Regions from separate parts of the Gossypium hirsutum genome. Here region 2 is linked to region 1. The links are chromatin contacts, called in public Hi-C maps. All regions are on one chromosome and are shown on one strand. The core of a region is the stretch at or near the end of the contact, and the rest is flanking DNA. Distances in the headings are between cores, read along the strand shown. Region 1 holds the start of LOC107917911 (kinesin-like protein FRA1). Region 2 holds the start of LOC107917920 (polyadenylate-binding protein 2).

What was found. Hi-C and Micro-C count contacts between places; a contact is called where the count stands out from the background.
Region 2: a Hi-C map of leaf shows a contact between it and region 1, with 4 times the contacts expected there. The contact joins the promoter of LOC107917920 here to the promoter of LOC107917911 in region 1. A contact is called at or near these places in 7 of 34 Hi-C or Micro-C datasets (callus, hypocotyl, leaf and 1 more).

Annotation. Positions count from the first base shown.
Region 1 is chrA01:28,183,739-28,191,423 of Gossypium_hirsutum_v2.1, forward strand. It overlaps LOC107917911 (kinesin-like protein FRA1), which reads right to left and starts at 3,186. Exons shown (of 26, transcript NR_175000.1): 1 at 3,025-3,186; 2 at 2,724-2,867; 3 at 2,491-2,640; 4 at 2,009-2,262; 5 at 1,624-1,808; 6 at 1,421-1,545; 7 at 1,240-1,276; 8 at 1,025-1,116; 9 at 790-891; 10 at 487-600; 11 at 267-360; 12 at 33-148.
Region 2 is chrA01:28,908,810-28,916,494 of Gossypium_hirsutum_v2.1, forward strand. LOC107917920 (polyadenylate-binding protein 2) reads left to right here and starts at 5,069. Exons shown (of 9, transcript XM_016847336.2): 1 at 5,069-5,862; 2 at 6,582-6,700; 3 at 7,014-7,670. The coding sequence starts at 5,610.

The DNA.
Region 1 (7,685 bases), core at 1,936-4,435:
TACTGCAAAGCGTTGAAGACAAAAAATTATACCTCTTTCTCCTCTAACTGTCTATTTAACTCATGCAACTCTTTGTCCATAGTATTTTGTAGAAGCATGTGCTCCCACTCTTTAGCTGCTCCTTCCTCAATTTCTCTGGAATCACCTCCTAAAATGACCATTATATTCAAGCCGAGAAAACACCATGAGAAGAATATAAATATAGAACTGATATTACTAATAAAGAAGAATGTCATGCATCTTGCAAACATCAGGTATGCCGGTACCTATCATGGTTTCAACAATTTGATTGTCCCTTGATTCTCTGCTGCGCAAGTTCCTTTTCAGCCCATCACTTTCAACAGAACACGGACTACCATCCTGAATAATAAGAGTTTTGCACTCATATACATTTGAAACCACAATATCCATGATAAAAACTTGGATGTAAATCAACTGAGAAATTTCAAAGTTCAGATGAACTCAATAAGGGTTTCCTTAACATACTTGAGCATCCATTTCACGTTGCTCGACAATGGTGCATCTGCTACGGTACTCGTAAAGTTCTCGGCACAGATCCTCATTGGCAGCTTCAAGCCAAGCAATCCTTTCGTTGAGAACCTACACAATAAGTCTATTAAAAAACTTGTGGGACGCTAATCCTATATAATAAGTTATCTCCCAGAAGAAGTCAAGGAATAAATGAGATATTGAAGAGTTAAGACATGTATAACATGTGTTACTAACTTAAGATCTCAATATTCCCGTCAATTATAGAGTTTAATAAAGTGGTTAAGAGTACTATGATACCTGTACTTCGCCAGAACCTCCCCGGGCACAAAGTTCTGCTTGCAGATACTCTAATTGTTGGCGCATCTTTAGTATCTCATTGGACATAGGATCTCGGTTAACCTATATGAAAGTCAAAGCAAGAATGAAATTATGTATAGAAACAATATTGAATTTTGCCTATATCTGACTAGGCAAAGGGAAGAAAAGAAAGACGAAACTTTTGAAGTAAGGAAAATTATTCTCTCGAACTTACAACTGGCTTGTTCTGGATATTGCGAGCACGATTTGCGTACTTTAAAGTATTCAGGGTTTCCTCAGCATTGATGTCAGCAGGACTAATGCAGGCTACTTGAAAGGAAATGATCAAAACAAATTCAAAATGGACATTTAAAGAGCAAGGCAGGGACTAGGACATGAATGTATCAAATTATAAAAATGAAACAGCTTATTTAGAAGAAATGGCATTACCTATCATGACAGTTCTACTGTTGCCACCAAGTGAATCCTGCCAAAAGAAATGGTCATGTTTCTATCACTTTATAAACAACAAAGTTAGAGAAAATAAAGATACTGAAATTCGAAAAAAGATGATTTACAATTTCTGAAGCCATTTATAATCTTCTTAACAGACCTCTTAAACTAGTCATACCTGCAAAAGCCGAGTAAGTTTACTATCTCGATATGGAACATGGACACCTTCTTTGCGTTTTTTTTCATCACCAAGTGCACTGATGACATTACCAAGTGCAAGTAGGCCCTTATTGATATGAACTCCTGTTTAGATGATGAATACGGCAATTACCATGTTTGGGTGGGGAAGATTAATGAAACAAAATAAAAATGATTACTAACCTTCTTTAAAACGCATCCCATCGGAACCTGTTCTTTTTGCTCTCTCTGATCCAGCAAGATCTACTAAATGTAACTTGGCACAAAGATATTCTTCACTCATAGAATCATTAGGATTTCCATCTCCAGAAACAGGGTTGAGTTTACGCATTTGCTCTAAGGTGATGGTGAATATTGCATGTGAGCGACTATACAACCACATAAGGAAAGCCAAAAAAAATTGTCATTATAGAAAATTATTACTTTGGCATATTACCTGAAATTTTGGTATATAAAAAATTATCAAAATTTGCATTTAGCAAATCATATAAAACCAAGAAAAAGGTAAAACTAAAAGAAGTAATTACTAAATAATACTTAATTTAACAAGAACCGAGAATGAACTAACCTTGACTGATTGTTCATGTTTGTACTCCCTGTAGCCCTACTCAAAGATCCCTGTTCTAAGCACGCACCCATTTCTTTTAATGTACTGACACTAACTTCAGTAGATCCTGCCAGTGTAATAACACCATCTGATGATTCACGAATCTGTATTGGCGGTTTTCCAGGGACATTTACTTTCCCAGTATTCGCACTTGCAGTATCTGATTTGTTCAAAAAAGTAGGATCCAACAAATCTCGCACTTCTTCTTTCAGGATCTTTACATCAAAATTAGATAAAAATTATGCATGTCAGGTCTAAAAAGTAGGAAGAGCTAGTCAAGCCAGTTGTGATACTTAAAATGATGCAAAGAATTCTCGATCACATAAACCAGAAGATATATTCATAAAATGGATATCTGATACACGAAGGGCGAAGCTTTTACAACAACAGGTATTACAGCAAAGTAGAACAAACAAAATGAAATGTTTGGTTCTTTAACAAACCTCAATGAAGGACACATGCAATTGAAATTCGATTTGATGTTTTAGATTTTCAATCTTGCTGAACAAAGCATTCATTACTTGAGGAATGATTCCTGTTTGAGAGCCACCTTTGAAGCCTGTGCCCATAGTATATGTTTTACCTGATCCAGTCTGAAATAATTTTTCAAACTTCAATTGGAAGGAAAATAAAAACAGCAATATTTAGGTGTGTGGTGTGAAAGATTCAGCTGTACCTGACCATAAGCAAGAACAGTAGCATTATATCCTTGGAATAAGCCATCAACAAGTGGCACAATGCATTCCTCAAACATCCAAGAAGGAGAACTGGTGCTCCCATACACATGATCAAATGTAAAGGAATGTGTCCCAATTTGTACCTGCAGCATAGCAAAATATTCATTAGTTAATTTTGATTGATCAATTATTCAAGCATCCAAAAGATCCAGATCTCCAAATACTTCAAATTAAACCCAAAATCATCCATTTGAAAGCACTTAAAAGAATTAAGGCCTGCATTCTAGTAAGTGACAGTACCTGAGGCTTTCCTGGGATGACAGTAACGCAGTCTTTACAACCTTGAACCTTCTCATCACCGATAAGTGGTCTTACATGAACCGCAACCTTAACACAACATTCCTCTGAACCTCCACCAACTTCCATACGAAACAGCTAAAAGAAAATTCCACAAAAAGAGAGAAGAAGAAAACCCAAAAAGTAAAATATTTTTTTTCTTCTTTTCCTTGTAAAAAAACCCTTCTCATGGAAAATGGGTTGCTGCTGTTGTTGTTGGGAAATGTAAGAAAAAATAGAAAAGGAACTGTAAAAGAGGGAAGGGTAGTTGAGGAATTAGAAGGAATGGGATAGCATAACCATAGAAGTATACAAAGCAGAAAGTTTAACTGCAGTGATAACAACAACTACTGTCATTTTCCTTAGCCTTCACATAAAAAATCGTCATGTAAAAGAAAAAGGAAAAGAACTTTCGTAACACTCTTTCCCTTTTTATCCTACTTTTTTGCTTACTGCAAATCTCAGTTTCCCATGTTCCTCTGTTTCTTATTATAACCTTCATGGAGTTTCGTTTTTGTCCTTGTCTTTACAGTTCTACCCCTTTTAGCTCCATTTTTTTCTGGGTTTTGGTTAAAATTTAAAAATTAAAAAAAAATGTAAAGAAAGATAAGTGCTCCTAAAACCACGTATTATGAGGATGAAAATTTTATCATTGTGCTCAGGATATGGTCGATAAACAGGGATGACCACGCCATTATCCTCTGTGGTAAGAGTATTATTTTATAAACGTTCGATAGTAAGTAATTCCACTCCCCCACCACCAATTATCAAGAATAAAAAACCACAGCACATAAGCCGCATGATTTGGAATCATATATAGCATTTCTAAAAGTCAAAACCACTTTGTTATTTGTATCCTACATTCTTTTTTTTTTATCATTCTCTGTTCTATGTAGAAGTTACTTGTTCAATTTTTATATTTTTTTATTCAATTATAATTGTTAAATTTATTAAGTAAAATTATACTATTTTTAAAATTTGATATACTTATTAAAAATTTAGTTATCAAAATTTAAAATTCAGAAAATATAAGAATTTGAAATGATCTAATTTGAATAAATAGACTAAACTTACACCTGTACGCCACTAGTAAACAAATTTAATTACTATCGTTTGGAATTAAAATTATGGACTGATTCGAACTAAAATGAATCAAATAAAAAATATAAAAATTAAATTCATAACTTTTATAAAGTAGAAAGACTAATAACAAAATTTAACTTATCTTTTTCTTACTAGATTCTTTTTTTCCTATAATTTTAATTTTTAAAAGATGATGTTCTAATATTACTTCCCCAATAGTTTAAAAACTGTATATGAAATCAAACAAGTTCTGAACAAAAAAAAAAATCAATGAAGCAAGCAATACATATTCATTTGTGACCACAGACCTCTATTATATGTTCTAATAAATTAAAGAAATAAAATTGACGAAAAGCTAACCCAGGAAAGAAGAAATGGCAAAAGAAGAGAAAAAGAACCCAGAAATGGGCATTATGTAATCTTTTTGACTGATTCTGTGGCAGTAAATTAAATTCGTGTTTTTTGGCTTTCCTTTTGTTGTGATGTGTGGATTAAAGTTGGATGGTAGTGTAATTAATTAAATTCCATATTTGGAGCAACTAAATTGCACCATCAAAAAGTTAAGAGAGTTAATCACATTCAATTTTTTGCGATTTAATGATAAAATCGATGCTTCCAATACTCTTGTAAAAAATGCAATTTGAAAAAGAAGGCACCATTAATTTTATTATTTTTATGGTAAGTATTTATTTGAAATATTTATTTTATTATATCCTTATATAACAACTTATCAACCTAAATTTAAAAACTGTATCAAATATTTTCACAGAATTCATACAATTAAATTTAAATTATATTTAGACATGTGGATTCTGAGTTCCATTTTTCTTATATAAAAATGCTAAATTGGGTTTATATCCTTATGCACTTTTAATTTCAAATTAAACGCCTCTTTAGGTTACCTAAACTTTGGATACTTTTTTCTTAACACCATTCACCTTATGATATGAGATCAACCAATGTTTTGTTTTCAAGCCTCCCATTATTGTTAGTTTTAGGTTGGATCTTATTAAATTATTCTGATGGCATCTTGATATTCATTTTTTTCGTAAATTATTTTAAATTTATCGTTTTTTAATATTTAATATATGCATATAAAAATTACCAGCAAATAAATGACTTCAAAAGATTTTCAAATATAAAATAATTATCAATCTAATATACGTATAAATAGCTTCTGTCAACTCTCTTTAATTCACACATATTCAAAAGTTAAAAATTTTATAGAAAATTTTATTTAAATATTTTTTTATAAAAATAATCAATAATTTAAAACGATTATGTAATTTTAGGGCCTAAAGAATAACGAACAAGTTGATTGAGTGTGTAACACGACATTTTAGGTCGATAAGTCAATGGACTGCTCCAGATGTTGCAACATTTAGAGAGGATGCCGCGGCAATGAAATTTGAATCAAAAGGGGGAACATACAGCCACTGATGTTGCAACAACCACCACTCAATATCATGACACCCAACTTCAAATAAAGAAGGGTAGCATTCCGCGTGCAATGTTGCGACACCAATCTGACAAAACCCAAAATTATTGCATGGGTGTTTTTGTTCGCACAGTCTTAAATAACTTGTAACTCAAACTTTATTTGACCTAGTTAGGTCATAATACATGTAATCTATAAATAATAGCTCAAAACAACATATTACGGGGGTTCAAAAAGTTTTTCACACATCTGATTTAGGTTTTCAGTCTTTTTTTTTATGTTTGCTTAGTCGGAAGATTTCTATTCCAAAGTTAGACAATTGCGAGTAGAGATTGTTCTAGATACAGGCTTTTCCATTAATAAATGCATAAGTATTATCTTCCCTATTCTTTTTATTTGCATCTCTTTCATTACTTAAGTTAATTGAATGTTTGTGTAAACAATATAATAAACTTGCGCTTTTAGCAATGAAAATAATGTTTCATTAATATGGTTATCTACAAAGCTTCATTTTTAGCAATAGAAATAATGTTTCATCAATATCATCCAAATGCTAGTTACTAATATCATGATTTAAATAAACAAATAAATTCATATATCAAATTAAATATATATCATAAAAAAGAAAGAATACTTTTTGTACTAAAAATTTCACTCGCAAATTGAATAGAATGAGTTAAATTTCAATTCTTCGAACTTATTATTTATTTATAATGCACTGATAGGTGCATAAGTGACTCTTTAAAATGACATCACTTTTCAAGTTTCACATTGTGGTTTCAAAAGATCATTTCAACCCAACTTTTCTGAAAGTAACTATTAGATTCAATAACACAACTTTTTAGCTTAGGAAGGTTTTCCCAAATGGTCATAATCCTTCTATTGGATAGAAGCATATTCAACTAATGTTTGAACCATGTCAAAACAAAATCCACTAATAGATCATTTCCTAACCATGCATTTTCATTCCATCCATCTTCTTCCTTTCTTTCTTTCTTTCTTCCTTTCTTGCATGATATATAATATATGTTATATAAATCTATACCAATTATAATCATGCACTTTAAAATGTCATGTATACTATGAACAAGCATTTGATTTTTGTCAAGAAATTGATGCATAAGACACTTACATCTTTTGCATAATGCAGTTCAATTAACACATAAAAATTGAAATCTAAATCATGCAATTAAGAGTAAAACAATAAATTTGACATACCTTTTCTTGCCATAAAAAAGTTCTTTTTTAATCAAAATTTGACCAGATCATTGATCTTGAAGCAACCACATTTACCGATATCCATCCTCATAGTACCATGCTTGTAGTGGCATGTGAATACTCGGTGAATAGACAAGTCTTCTTTAATTTCTCATAAATTGCAAAAAGAGAACCTTAAAGTTGTTGGTGTACAGGGATAAAAATAATCTTATAAGAAATTAACGAAGGTTTCAAGGTGTGTATCAATGCCACTTTCTTTAAAATTTTATTCACCTCACCTATATTATAGTGCGCAAAAGAATTACTGACGAATGAACCTCGAGGATACAATGAAGCCCAATGACTATCTATGTTTTGCACTGATGGAAACAATCCATTGAGCACTGAGTGGGGCATAGCAAAGATACCAATTTCTATAAAAAAAATTTGCAATAATTATTTATAGAACAGTCTAGGAATACAAATGATGGTGGGAGAAATAGAAAAAAAAACATTGTTTCTATATTTTTTAGGTATGTCATACAAATGAAAATTCATTCTTATCTTTAGGAGGTCTCATGTCTCTTTATAGAGACATAACTACCCAAAATGAATAGTCCTATCTTTAGTAATAAATATAATTATTCAATAGATATCTACTTGAATAATTATGACGATTTATTAATAAACAAGTGACATAATTTTTGAATTTAATAAGAGACGTCATTCATTACTATAAATAGTGACAAACTTTAGTTAATAACCTAGTAACATAACTTTTGATTATTTATACATTTTCATTTACAACTATTGAAATACTATACATATTTTGAAATTGTTGGGCTGAAAATATATATTATATATTCGCTATCAGAAACTGATTCCATTGCCCTAAATCTTAAAGTGA
Region 2 (7,685 bases), core at 3,819-6,318, 730 kb after region 1:
TTATTAAAAACAGAGACGAAATGGACTTACATGCATGAACAACCATGGCCGAACCTTCAAAGCTTTAAGAACATTATTTTCTTTCTCACATTCGGCTATTGATGAAGATGATAGCATGTAATTTGGCTTTTGTTTTATTTTATTTTATTATAATTACCAAATGTCATATTTAACCTTAATATACATTAATAATTTCCATTATACCAAGCCATGGAATTTCACTATCAACAATTATGGAATAATTACCACTTAAGGACTCCCACTATCTAATTCCATAGCCATTTAATATTTTTAACTTATAGAACACAACTTTTACGCTTTGCGCGATTTAGTCCTTTTTGCTTAATTAACTATCAAAACGATAAAATTTTTCAACAAAACTTTAATACCATCTTATTGCCACTCCATAAATATTTATAAAAATATTTACGGCTCAGTTTATAGAAATGAGGTCTCGATACCTCATTTTCTAAACCTACTTGACCTTAGGGTCATACCACTTGAACTTAATAAATCGCTTATAAAACAAAAATCACAATATCAAAAACCTTTTTTAAACTCACAATTAACTCATCAATATTAAATATAATATTTACAAACCTATTCGTCAGATTTGGTGGCCCCGAAACTACTGTTCTGTTTAACCCTAAAAACGGGCTGCTACAACTTAAAACACACATCCAAACCAACCAATTCAAGCATTCAAATTGGGAAATCCTCATTACTCAACAATGCATATCACTACATGCATATGTGTTTGTAAGCTTACCTTGGAATAACTTAGGCATTAGCATCATTTGATCGCGTATACATGACATATCACATATGAATATAACATCACAATCTACTTAATCATACCAAAATAAACCATTACTAGCCATTCCAATGGCTAGGTTACAAAATATCATTTTCAAGCCACTATTGGCCAAGTTGACCTATACATGCCATTATACCAAAATGATTTCATTAAATATACCCAAAATGCTAGTTGATAGTGTGACGATTCTCCAATGATCTTCTAACCTTCATGAGCTTTCGAGCATTATAAAATAAGGGAAAATAAAATGGAGTAAGTATTACATACTTAGTAAGTTCGTATAACAGAAACTAAACTTACCAATCTTGTTTATTAAAATCTAGGCATACAATGTTATGTTTCCATCCATTTGGCTAAATTGCCTAATCACATAGATTCCATCAAACATGTCAGTCACCAAAATATTCATATCAATCAAGTAACATAGATGAACTCATCAAGCAATATTCTTTCAAGTCATTATCAATTCATCTCAAAGTTCTTGTGCCATGTCAAGAGTTTTATGTCTGTTGAATCATTGAATTCCGATGGATGCTTAAGTAGTACACTCGAAGTGTACAATTCAATAATTCGTCAATTCCTTATTCAAGGGTACACATTAAGGCACTTAATCCAGAAACACTCTCTCGAGGCACTTACCATATAATAGGATTACCATTCCAGGCTAAATCATTTATATAACGTATGCTTAGAGGAGCTTGATTAGGATTACCAGTCCAGGCTAAAGCCTAATCATAACGTATGTTCAAGAGATATTATAACGGGATTACCCATCCGGGCTAAATATTTTATATAACAAGGTCATTGGGATTACTCATCTGAGCTAAATCCCATCTGCAACAAATGCAGGACCTTATTTGTTTCGGGAAAGCGCAAACAATCATTAGAATTAAACATCTAATCGGGACTTAACCACTTTTTCACCATTTTCAAGCATGTATAAAATTTCTCATGATAGCATTCAAGAAATGTACATCAATATAAATCACATTCCATACAACACAACATTCAATTAAACATATTTACATGCCGGATTAAGTTACACGAACTTATCTCGACACTTGTTCGCGTAAAAGTCTACTAATCCAACATCTTTTCCTTTCCTCGATCTAACTTCAAATTAGTGTTGTTCGGATCTATTTAACCATCAATTTCACACATTTCATATCTAAATGGACTCAATTTACATCCTAGGCAAAATTACCATTTTGCCTCTAACTTTTCCATAAATTCTGATTTTGTCCCTAGGCCCGAAAAATGGAACTTGTGCAAATTACTCCTTATTTCAAGCCTAACCAAAGCCCCATTACAAATTTTTCAGCACATGTATTCATAGAATTTCAGAATTTTTCATCAAAATTTACAACTTTTCATTTTAGTCCCTAAATCATGTTTTTATCAAAAATCACTTTGTAAAAGTTGTTTGTCTATCAATAATATTTCATTTTCTACCATGAATTTCTAATTTCCAGCATAATACATCAATGACCCATTTTCATACCTTGATAACTTTTCAAATTAGTTCCTTAAATAGAGAGATTAAGCTATCCCGATTTCAAAAATACCAAAATTACTAAAAACGAGACAAGAGAACTTACCCAATTAGGCCGTAAAAGTTTCCCCTCTCTCTCCTAGGGTTTCCATAAAATTTTAGGTTGAAAATGAAAATAATATGATGATATTTTCTTCTATGATCTTTTAATTAATTAAGTATTTTGGTAATTTCAATCTAAGTCTTTTCCCTTTTTCCATAATTCAATGGATGAGTCACCAAGAAAAATCTACATACTTTTCTTAATGGTCTAATTACCATATAAGGACCTATTCCATAGCTATTTGATCCTTATAACTACTAGAATTCGACTTTCGCATTATATGCGATTTAGTCCTTCTCGTAATTAAACACTTAATCGATAAAATGTTCATATCAAAATTTTCACACGACATGTCTACCATATTATGGATCATATAATAAAATAAAAATAAATTATATTTTTGGATCAGATTCGTGGTCCCGAAATAACTGTTCCGATTTTACTAAAAAATAGGCTGTTGCACTGACTGAGCTGACGGATGAGTCTGCAGTAACACTTGATAATCGACAAACATTCTATTAATTATGTTGTAAATTTTTTGTAAAGTTGATTTTTGATACATTTGAATAGCAGTAGGACTTGGACTGCGATTTTTTTTTTTTTTTTTTTACACCCTTCGCCATATTTTCCTTCAGATTCTGGTTTGGTTGCCTATTTTCCAGCAGATTTTTGTCTTGCCTCAGTTCATGCATATCAAGGCTTTCATCCACGATAATCATTACTTTATGACTGCTTGGAAGGGAAGCCCCATGTCCACAATAGTTTGTCCAGGCCAACTCACATTTGGGCTCCCATCACTAGTACCCTCACTAACATTTTCTTTTTTATTTGCATTAATCGCAGGCCCCACTTGTATTTATCCTATTCCCCATCATCCTTTCTTTTCGAGGGCTGAACCGTGCACCCTTTATGTTATGAAAATCTATTTGTCCTATTTTTTCTTTTTTACTTCTTTAAGCTGAAGATCCTTCAATTTTTCCAAACAATCCGTATTATTCTCTTCAGCAATTTCCTCCTCAAAAATTGGATTCATCCTTGTAAACTCCAAGATATCAACGTTAGATAGAATCTCAAATCGCGATTTATTCGTAGTTGCCAATTATGTCTTCTTCTCTTTCACTGTGGTTGTATTCAGGGATTTAAATAGTGGTCCGATATATCTATAGCGGCCGTTATATAGCGGTAGCGGCACCGTCCGAAACCGTTACTGCTAAAACCGTTATTATTTTTTTACAATAAGTTGTGTGTCGCGATACCCGCAGTGACCCCAATAACATTTGTTATATCCGCAACCGTGACAAACGCAACGCGACCGAAAACGCGACCGCAACCGCAATTTAAATCTCTGCCATGGACCATCCAACAACACCCTTTCATGGTCCCCAACATCACTAAATTTAACCAGGTAATAATCATGCTCCAAATCAACTAGTTGCAATCTCCCAAACGGCAACCAAAGAAGTTGTAACCAATTAATGAGAGCTCTATATCCAATAGTTTTCCCCCGGTTAATAATCACATCCTCCGGCAAAACTTCAATCTCATCCACCAAACTCCAAGCACTTACAACATCCCCCCTCCATTAGCCGTCAACTTATCTTCATAAGATAACTTTCCCACAGAGGCTTCAGCAAATCTTGATCATCATTCACCAACGTAGAATCCTCTTTGTTCGTCACTTTTTTCGTCACCCTCTCCAACTAAGAAGGGATAGAAGATGCCGGTCGTTCGAAAGCCGATGGTACTGTAGAGCCTATTGATATTTCTATAGGATAAAAACACTTTTTAAGTAATATACTATTTTTTTAAGTAATACACTATTTGTTATTAAAAAGAAGGGTTAATTATTATTTAAATAATGTTAAAGTTAATTATATTAATTAATTAATTAATTAATTAATTAATTAATTATTATTTTGAATAATATTACTTGACATTAATTATATAAAATAAAATTATATTATATATTAAATATGTTAATTAACTTTAATCATTATTTAAAAAATTTCTATTATAACATTTAGATTGAAAAGTTAATATATTTTAATTATATTTAACAATTAAAATAAAAATATTATTTTACTCTAATTACTCTAATTAAAAATATAATATTTAAAAAATAATTAAATAATAAATATGTAAAATCACATATGAGTTTAAAAATTGGGAAATAAAAAACCATCCGTTCTATTTTCAGACTTTGGCCGAAGATTTACTAATATTTTTATTTTAAAAAGGGGAGTACTACACCCTAAATACAAGATAAACATAATTGAAATACAACTAAACATGGTTTATTAGAAGACTCCAATTAAAAACAAACAAAACAAACAGCACAACTAATTGGCCAAGTCAAAACAACACGCATTGCGCAAAATAACAGGGTTCGGTTTTATATTTTTACAGTGAATTTTTTTATAAAAACAAATTATATGTATTTAAAAATTTTACTATATCTTATCTTATCAGTTCTAACGAATCATTTCAAAATATCGTCCGTTAACTTTTTTAAAATTCTCAATAATTATCTGTAGGATGTATTAAAAGATAATAAAAATTATATATTTTTTCTTCTCAAAATGCTGATTAACAAAAAGAAAGCATTAAAATTATCGAACAAAATAGCTTTTGAGTTTGAGAATAAGATTGATGACGTAAACAGAACACAAAAAAGGAAGAAACTTGGTATAACTGTTGACGGCTGACATTGCCACGTGTAATTTCACCGCCCATTGTCACGCAAGCACCCTGATTTTGTCAGGCGGCTAAGATCTGATTTCCATTAAAAGGATCAGACGGCGGATATTAACTTTTCTCAAACTGTCTTACCTATAAAAACGACACAGTTCCTTCTTCGCCGGTGCGGTGCAGTTTCTCTGCCCTCCTCCCCCAAAACCTTTCTTATTTTTAAAAAAAAATATATTTTCCCCCAAAACTCATATATTTTCCGTCGGCGTTGTCTTCCGTCCGGTTCTCCTCCGGATTTCCGACAATTCTATCCCTATTTATCACTCCCTCTCCTCTTCATTCCCCAAAACACCAAAAAAAAAAATTCCCACATATTTTGAACTTTAGTTCTAAAATCCTTTTTTCTCTATAATTCTGATTTAATAGAGATAGGAGAGGGAAGCAAAAAAAGGAAAAAATCCGAAAAAAGGAGAAGGATCTAGGAGAGTTAGGGCTAGTTTATTTTGAGGATGGCGCAGATTCAGGTTCAGCATCAGGCGCCGGTTTCCGGTCCAAATGGCGTGGCTCCGGGAGCTTCCGGAGGAGCGCAATTCATGCTTACGTCTCTCTATGTCGGGGATCTTGATGTTACCGTTACCGATGAGCAGCTATACCAACTGTTTAGCCAGGTGGCTCCGGTCGCATCAGTTAGGGTTTGCCGGGACTTGGCGAGCGGCCGCTCTCTTGGCTATGGCTATGTCAATTATAACAACCTTCGCGATGGTTAGACTTCTACTTGACTGTAAAAGATTAGTTTTTTTATCCAGTAATTTAATAATTTAAGGCTGCTCGGCGTAGTTACTTTGATTGAGAATTATTCTACAATGTGAACATAGATTATTGAATTTTTGTAATCTTAATGAATATATGGTTATTTGATAACTTTGATTTATTAAGGATTTGTAGATGCTGTTTGAACGGATCCGCTCTCTAGGCATTATTTAAGGATTATTTATTCATTATTTTAACAAAGCTTTTCTCATAACACATTGTTGAAAATTTCTTTTTAAAGGGAAAGAAAAGTCCTGCATTGATGACATAATGGTCAGTTCTTGATTACTTCCCTAAAGTATGAGAATTTTAGGTGTATTATTGTATTTATGCAATTTGCCGATTTCCTTTTGTGCTAAATTGGAATGTCTTCAGTTACTGTAACTATAATTGAAGTTGAAGTACCGACCTTAGTTTTATGCTTGGCTTCAGGATTGTACAAATTTCCTGCAATTTGTAGATATAAGAATATTTCTCAAAAAAGTTGAGCTTTGATGTTTGAGTGTTTAACCACTTTTGCCTGGCATTTCAATGAGTTGCTTGAACTTCTGCTTTACTAGATAACTTTAAAAAGATAAATGATGTGGGATAATTAATGTGGGAGAATCAGTTCTTTCTTTGGAATTGTTCCAAGTTAATTGACGGTGTCTTTTTGTTATTTTTGCCTGCAGCGGCTAGGGCAATGGATCTACTGAATTTCACACCACTGAATAATAAGCCTATCCGAATCATGTATTCTCAGCGTGATCCTAGTCTTCGTAAGACTGGTACCGCAAACATATTTATCAAGGTATTGATGTGTTTTCAATGTTTACCTTTTGTTTCCCTTTCCTTCATTTGGATTTCTATTTCACTCCAAGGATATTTTTTTCTTCTTAAATCAGAAAAATGGTAATTTTGGTTGGCTGTTCCTTACCTTTGTAGGGCTCTTGCTCCTGCCTGTTAAACTTTATACTTTCGCCTTTCACACTAAACTTCCTTCATTTCTTTGACTTCCATTGGTCTATTTTCTGCAATGGTTTTCATGTATGCATAATTTGTCTGTTGAAAAATGTTGGCTTTTAATGTTTAACTATAACTTTGGTTTTTTCGTTTCACTTCAGAATCTGGACAAGTCTATTGACCACAAAGCATTACATGATACATTTTCTTCATTTGGCAACATTCTTTCTTGCAAGATATCTACTGATAGTTTTGGCCAATCTAAGGGCTATGGTTTTGTACAATTTGACAATGAAGAATCTGCTCAAAATGCAATCGACAAATTAAATGGTATGTTGATTAATGACAAGCAGGTCTATGTAGGACATTTCCTTAGAAAACAGGAAAGAGAGACTGCATTGAATAAGGCCAAATTCAATAATGTTTATGTGAAAAATCTTTCCAAGTCTACAACAGATGAAGACTTAAAAACAATTTTTGGTGAGTATGGCGAAATTACTAGTGCCGTAGTTATGAGGGATGCAGATGGGAAGTCTAAGTGTTTTGGATTTGTCAACTTCGAAAATGCTGATGATGCTGCTAAAGCTGTTGGAGCTCTTAATGGAAAGAAATTTGATGATAAAGAGTGGTATGTTGGAAAAGCCCAGAAAAAATCTGAAAGAGAGCACGAGCTAAAAGCTCAATTTGAGCAAAGTATGAAGGAAGCTGCAGATAAATCTCAGGGTGCAAATTTATACATTAAAAACTTAGATGATAGTATTGGTGATGAAACATTGAAGGAACTTTTTTCAGAGTTTGGTAACATTACATCTTGCAAGGTTTGGTGAAATGCT